Regions from separate parts of the Mus musculus genome. Here region 2 is linked to region 1. Evidence: chromatin contacts called from public promoter capture Hi-C data. All regions are on one chromosome and are shown on one strand. Each heading gives the region's core, a stretch centred on a gene start, on an enhancer-like site or on the middle of the called end of the contact. The rest is flanking DNA. Distances are from core to core; before and after follow the strand shown. Region 1 holds the start of Camk1 (calcium/calmodulin-dependent protein kinase I). Region 2 holds the start of Hrh1 (histamine receptor H1).

Region 1 (3,616 bases), core at 442-2,941:
TCCTAACACCCAAGGAAACCTCCCCCTCAAGGAAGATAGCACATGAGACCCCAGAGCAGCATAGATGGCGCCCTAGAGGGCCCCTTCCTCCTCCTCCTCCTCCTCCTCCTCCTCCTCCTCCTCCGCCTCCTCCTCCTCCTCCTTGCCACCCTAGCCTCTCGGAAATCAGGTTTCCGGCAGCCTGGGCTTCCAGCAATATCTCAGCCACGTTTTTAAATAGCTCCTTCTCACTGTTACCAAGGCAACATCAGCCACAGCTGGAACTCCCCAGACCTAGCCCTCCTGACTCCCTGTCTGTGTCCCAGCAGCCGGAAAACTGATCTCACCTGTCTGTCCCCTCCTGGAGGGGACCTATCTTGGACCTTTCCCTAGACAGCTCTGTGTCATCTTACAAGAAAGGGTGGGTTCTCTCCCCATGTATCATGTGAGAAATCTCGGAAACTGAGGTTGGAGATGGATAGAATGAGTCCAGAGTTGCCCAAGAGAGTCCCAGCTAAGCTTGCTAAGGACAAAGGGTGTCATGTGTTGGTCCAGTAGGAGACTACTAGACTGGGGGAATCATTCAGAAAAGTCAACATCTCAGAATCAACTGAGTTTGAAGCCAGAACAGAGCCCCTCATGCCCTAGAGCTCTGGGAAAGCAACCTCCTGGTTCCTTTGGGAAGAATGAAGAGAAGGCACCCTGACCAGAACTGAGAGTCCACTCCTTGAGTGGGACCTTGTTCCCAGAGCATTGGCCAGCATCCCAGGTTTTCTGATGAAAGAGGCAATGGTAAATCCATGTAAAGTCAAACCCACATGGATGCCAGCACTAATGACCCTCACAGTTCCACACCCTGCAGCAGACACCACTCCACATCAGCAGTACATGAATCTTGAGTCCAGACACCTTCCTGCTAGATCCATCACACTGCACACCACGTCACCTGGTTGTGCACATATGCCCAGCATCAACACACGTTCATATACACCACTCACACCTACCTGTCCATCCAAAACACCCAGACCCTACACTGCAGTACTGATTCCATGCACACACGAACAAGGTGGCATCCGTTCCCACATACCAGACATAGCAACTTAGTCCTGTCTATGCCCTCCAACTCCTCAGCCCAGAGCCCTACACAGCAAACCAAGCCTTAACAATCTGCCTAACTAAACCCCCTCAGAGGAAGACCAAACCTCCCCTGAACTCTACCCCGCAAGCCAGACAGCAGTGTGTGTGTATCCTTGAACACCATATGCAACAACAAAAATGAATTCCCAGATACCTTTACACAACTGAAGCACATTCCTGCTTCAGGGAACCCCTCACATGCCCTCCCCGATCTACTCTTCCAAATGCCCACGCCCTTCCATGGTCAGGCCTAGCGCTTGGACATACACCACACACACACAGACCCTTCCCCACCCTTTTCTGATATCCAGGCAATATCCATGGAGGTCACCTAGCACCTAAAGGGCCTGGGACGGGAGGTGGGAGAGAAAGGCCCAGCCCTGTTCCGTCTGTCTGTCCAGGGGCCAGGCGCCCCTCCCACCCTTGGGCTTCAGTATCTTGTGGCTGGAGCGCCCCGCTGCACAGAGCCGGGGCAACCCTCAGTTGTACCTGCGGCTGCCCCGCCTCGGGGCTGGCTGCGAGGGCCGAGGTGGCTGGTGCGGAGCTCCCGCCGCGTCTGTGCCTGGTCAGTTTGCCTGCTCAGTCGCTGGCGCTCGGCTGGGGCTCGGCTCCCTCGGCCCGCCTGCGGCTCTGATGTCAATGGAGGAGGAGCCTGCGGCAGAGGACCTGGGGACTAGGGACGAGCACTCTCGGACTGGAGAAGTGGGCCCAGTTGTTCTGTTACAGGCCCTATAGCATGCTTATGTGCCCTTTGGTCGTCAGCAGGAGACAAGTGAGAGCCACAGATGGTCTTGAAATCAGCACTTAGTTAGAAGCAGATGATTTTTGAACCAATATTTATGAGATGCCAGAGGCTGGCCAGCTTGAACCTGGCATTGTTTTCAAAACAGTTCTGGGACCTGCCTTAGAGTTCTTAGTCTCCTTCTCCTCCTCTCCTCACCTTCCATTTAAAAGGAGCTGGACCTATGCAAGACTCAGAAGACTAGTAAGGGGCTGATGAAAAGCTGTAAGGTCCCATTTAATAGGCAGATAAACTGAGGACCTACACCAGCAAAACAGAGCTAAGGCTTCTATCCCACACACTTTCAGGTACTGCTCAAAGAGACTAGGGAAGAGAAGTGGAAGGGGGAGATGCAGTTAAATCTGGATCCTTAAGGAAGCAAGCCAAAGAGGACCAAAGTGCCATGTGACCGTGGCTGGGAGCCAGGGTGGGGAGGGTGGAGCATATCCCTTCCTGGGGCTCTAGGCTTGGGGCCAAGGGACCTGACCCGACTTGGTTTATGCAAGGCTCTTTGGGACTAAATTGAGCTCAGACTAGAAGGGGAATCAACTGGCAGGAATTAGAGGTAGGTCTGCCCTGGAGCCAGGCAAAGGACGCAACCTGGCCTGTCTAGGGCAGCTCTCCCTCCTGAGTTCAACCTCTGTTTCTCCCAGTTTGGCCCTCCTCTGTCCTGGAGTGGTCAGGCCTCAGAAGACTAAGCTAAGATGCTAGAAAGGTTTTGAAGTCAACCACCTCCCTTTCTGCTCTCCCTTTCTGAGCCTCAGTTTCTTCCCTGAGACATGGACTTATTAACGACTGACTCTAAGTTTTCTTGAGAGTTCTGTGTAGTGGGTGTGCAAGTACTTAGAACACTAGTTCAAAACAAGCTGGTGTGGTGTCTGACACAATCTTAGCACTTCAGAAGCAGAGATAGGTGCATTGTGAAATGTTCTAAGCAAGCCGGTGGTGAGGTTCTCCTTCAAGGGGAGGAGGAAGAAAAGACAAAACAGGAGGATTCGGGGATGGTTCAGTGGGCGAGCGGCTCAAGGACAAGACCTGAGTTCAAATACTCAGAGCCTGTGTAAGAAGCTGGAGGGGGCTGTGTGCCTCTGTAACCCCAGAACTGAGGGGGAGCATGCCACCAGCCTAGCCCCAGGTTCAGAGAGGGGTGCTGTACAAGGGAGTAAGGTGGGGAGTGATAGATCAAGACATTTGACATCCTCCTCTGGCTGCCATAGACTTGCACACTCACATACACAAGTACATAAACAAAACAAAGTAAAACATGAGAAAAAGATTTCATATAAACCAGGGCTCACAGGAAAAGCAAGATTTGACGAGGGTCAGAGACTAAGAGGTGTTTTCTTCCCTCACATCTCAGAATCTCAGATTCCTAACCCACTTCTGACCTAGGACCACACCTCTAGTCTCCTCACCACCCATTCAACATACTATTGAGCCAGGGAGTTGTGTCAGTACAGTTTTGTGTTTATCTCTATGACAACACTACTGGGTGATAGTGTCCCTCTGAAGACTAGTACAACTTTTTAAAAAGATTTCTTTACTTTTTTATTTATGTATGTGACCCTGCCATTTTATATGTGAACCGTGCTCACGCAGGAGCCCTTGAAAGCTGGGAGAGTGTATCTGATCATCTGAAACAGGAATTACAAGTGATTGTGAGCCACCGCGTGGGTTACTGAAAACCAAACCTGGATCCTCTGCAAGAGCAGCAACTGC
Region 2 (3,616 bases), core at 821-3,320, 1.1 Mb after region 1:
CTCTTTTAATCTTAAGTGTCTGAAGAGCAGTTGACTAGACCAGCCATCAGCATGTGACTCAGGCTTGGCCAATCAAGAACACTCAGTTTTCTCATTTGCAAACCAGATGAAGACAGAGCCTCCCTTTGAGCTGCTCTGAGAAGCAGGCAAGTTGACTCCTCTCAGGGAAGAGCCTCCACTGGATGGAAGGACAGGAGGACAGGAGGACAAGAGGACTAGCCTTGTTTTTTCACTTGCTACCTACCTCTTGGTAGTTGGCTGACTTCAGCTAGACATGGCCCAGGTTACCCTATGCTCTGTCAGTCACAAAATGACAACAAAATAAACAAAACACAAAACCCAAAAAACAACAGAAGCTTCAAATAATGCCTGATACACTGTTTCTAAAATGCTGATTTTTCTAAAAATCCCATGGGTAGAACAAGACCATAATAGGCCTTAGGAAGTGAAACCTTCTCAAGCAGAATTCCAAGTTATCGGGCGCTGCTGACTTTCAGGAAGAAGAGAGATGATTTCCAAGGCTCTCTGCCATACGCCCCAACTCCTGTAAACTCCACAGCTGTGAAGAGGAAATATCTTGCCTTACAGTTTATAACAGGTGCGATCCTGGTCACTCCTTCAGTTCCAAACAGTGCATTAGTCCCACAAAGTGTAAATATGGAGGCCCTAGAGTAGCAACTGGAAGTAGAACGTGCTGTGGATTCCTGGGCTCCTTGGTCTCTGGAGGTACAGGTCAAAGAGGGTCAGGGTCTGGCAGGGTTGGCACCCAGGTCTGCCAGCTGACCTGAATTCAGCCACCTGTTGCCTGGGTTCCTAAGGGCATTTCAAATGAGTCTGGAGTCCCACCTTCCAGGCAGGCACAGACAGGCTCAAGGTCAAGGGCTATATCGAGGTGCTTACCAAGTAAGCCCTTTGTGTAAAAGACATCATTAACTTGTCCTCCGCCCCTCTGTGTTAAAAACTTTGGCCTTTGGACTTGGGCTGGGTAGGCTAGAAGTGCAGTTCTCGGTGAGGACATGGTAGAAGCTACAAAACCTGCCCATCATCTATAAATAGGGCTGATGACTGCTTCTTTTTTCTGGTGTAGTTTGAGATTTAAATCAGGGCTACGAGGAGGGGACTAAGACATCCATACAAGTCTGGAACTGAGCCACACAGGGCTGGGCCTGCATTCCCACAACTACATACCACTGCGGGAGGATGAGCCCCTTCTAGGGGGCACGGTGTCATAGCAAAGAGGAGCCACTTCCCTTCCTCAGTTGTTCTCCCTTCCCTGACTGTTGCCATCTGAAGCCACAATTGAATGTTAAAAGGGTTTTCCCTAGCAAAGAAGGAGAAACGCCCTCTCCTAGCTCAGAAAAACAAAACCCAAAAAACAAAAAAACAGTTCCTTAAGTTTCCCCAACACACACACACACACACACACACACACACACACACACACAAAAACACACTCTCGCCTTCTCCTCTTAGCCGGCACAGGTTCCTAAGTGTAATGGTACAGTGAGAGTTGAACAAGGTCGGGATAGCTCAGCGCAAGGCCCTGAGTTTCAGCATAGCACTTGCAGGATGAGGACAGGAGGGAAGGAGGGAAAGAGGGAGGGAGAGGGCGAGAGCGCATTCATTCTTCAGGATCTAGAGAAACAGTGGTTGTGCGGTTCTAAACCTCCCGAGTCTTGGTGATCCGGATCAATCAGTGTCACTAATTTAAAAAACAAAAAACCAAAACAAAACCCAAACAAAACAAAACAAAACAAAACAAAAACCCAACTAGTCCCTTGGTCCACCTGCGGTTGAATTTGCGAAGAATCCTGTCAGCTCCTCCTTATCTGAGGTCTGGTCTGTGGCTCTGCGTGTCCCCGGGTTAGCATGCGGTGGCAGTGTCGGAGGGCTGTCGCCAGGCTTCCGATCCATCCTTGGCTTCTTGCCAAGCTCAGGGCTCCGCCACAGATGCGGGGCGCGGCGGTAGAAGATGGGCGGGGGAGGGTGCCCTGGGGCTGCTGGTGGGCGGGCCTCTCAGCGGCTCCTCCCCCGAGGCCGCCTCCGCGTGCTCCCGCCACCCCCGCGGCCGCCTCCGCCACCGCACCGAGCAGTCTGGCCGCCGCCGCCAAACTTTCCCCGGAGCTGGCGCGGGTGAGTCGGAGCGCAGCGCGGGCAGGGGCGGGAACCCGGTGGCGGGCGGCGGGAGGAGGGCAAGGATGCGCGCACGCCCAGCTCTGAGTTCCGCGCCCCCGCAGGGCGGTGGGGACATCCCGCAGGTGGCCGCACGAGGTGGGCGCGCCGGATGCTCTAGCGGCCTGGGCAGGGTATCGGAGCTGTGGCTGCTATGCCCGTAAGCACAAACACCTGTGGCTTCCCGGAGCTGGGGCCGGGCTCACCGGTTAGAGTCCGCCTCCGATTTCTGGGCCAGGGGGCCTCCTCAACGGCTCCCCGAGATTCCTCAGGGTTTGGCTTTGATGCTAACCGTGGACGCAGACTCTGGGTTGAGGTGCGATCTCCGTGCCAAGCTCCGGACATCCACTATCTCAAATCCTTCTGAATCTCCGGGACCCAGGTACTACTAGTATACCCACTTTACAGAGGAGGAAACTGAGGCTTGGGGAGGGAAAGTTGTCTCTTAGAGAACAGCCTTGAGACTGAATTGGATGAATCCAAGCTTCTTAGCTAGGTGGAACCCAAACCAGGTGTCTGGGTATGAGAAGCGTCTGAGCCAGCGCTCCCTCCTTTCCTAGCCGGCTTTATCGTCGTTTCCTGGCCGAGCCAGAAGACTTGATACTGTGGCCAGGGTGTGTTCTGATGGCAGAGAAGATCCTTGAGGGCTGCCTTTTCCCAGAGAGCGTTAGGGGATACCAAATTCTGCAATTTACGCCGTGTTGCTCTGAAAGTTAGAGTCTTGAATCAGAGCACAACTGATCTTTACAGAAGCCACCTTTGAGGCGCTTGCTAGCCTGGGCGATGGAGACACAGGGTTGCTCCAGGCAGGGTGGCTCTCCTCCGACAGGGGGCTCCCACCTCCAGACGGAATGGAGCTGAGGGAACTGGAAGATCCCCAGGCTGACTGCTCTGAGAGCGCGTTCTGTTATTGGGGGGTGGGGGGTGGGGAGGAGGAAGGGCAGGACCCTGAACCAGGGGTGAAGTGTGTTACTGGAACAAAAAGGAGAGAGTAGGTGGAGATCCGACACTCTTGGGGGCCTGAAGGCCACCGGCAATCCTTGGAGACAGAGAAAGAGCCCCCCCCCCCATGGTTATGAGATGGTTATGGATTAACATAGTTTATACAGCAGCCATGCAAGGTACCGTTATTGAGCGATAGGTGGACACTCAGAGAGGTTCAATAGATTGCTTAGAGTTGCCCAGCTGGTCCGTGGTGGAGTGGATTGAGTACCAACCAATCTTGCCTGTATCTTAAATTATCAGTGAGACTCAAGAGGCGGATGGAACCTCAGGTCCTTCTGTGCTGTGGCTGGCAGCGGTGGAGACAAACAATAGAGGGATGCTAGGCAACAGGGTCCGCAGCATCCCTGCTTCTGCCTCCGATGGGGCTCTGGGTGGGTTGCTGTCATTGAGTAGCTTTCTAGGAATCCCTGCTCCGCCCATGTTGATACCCTGCTGTATC

The links. Promoter capture Hi-C pulls out the DNA fragments that hold promoters and counts their contacts.
Region 2: a contact with region 1 is called in a promoter capture Hi-C map of embryonic stem cells, with 4 times the contacts expected there. The contact joins the promoter of Hrh1 here to the promoter of Camk1 in region 1. A contact is called at or near these places in 1 of 39 promoter capture datasets (embryonic stem cells) and 1 of 115 datasets of contacts at active chromatin or transcription factors (pancreatic cancer cells).

What each region holds. Positions count from the first base shown.
Region 1 is chr6:113,342,231-113,345,846 of GRCm38.p6, forward strand. It overlaps Camk1 (calcium/calmodulin-dependent protein kinase I), which reads right to left and starts at 1,692. Exons shown (of 12, transcript NM_133926.2): 1 at 1,606-1,692.
Region 2 is chr6:114,395,866-114,399,481 of GRCm38.p6, forward strand. Hrh1 (histamine receptor H1) reads left to right here and starts at 2,071. Exons shown (of 2, transcript NM_001317125.1): 1 at 2,071-2,133. It overlaps Gm38875 (a long non-coding RNA gene), which reads right to left and starts at 1,886. Exons shown (of 3, transcript XR_869365.2): 1 at 1,788-1,886.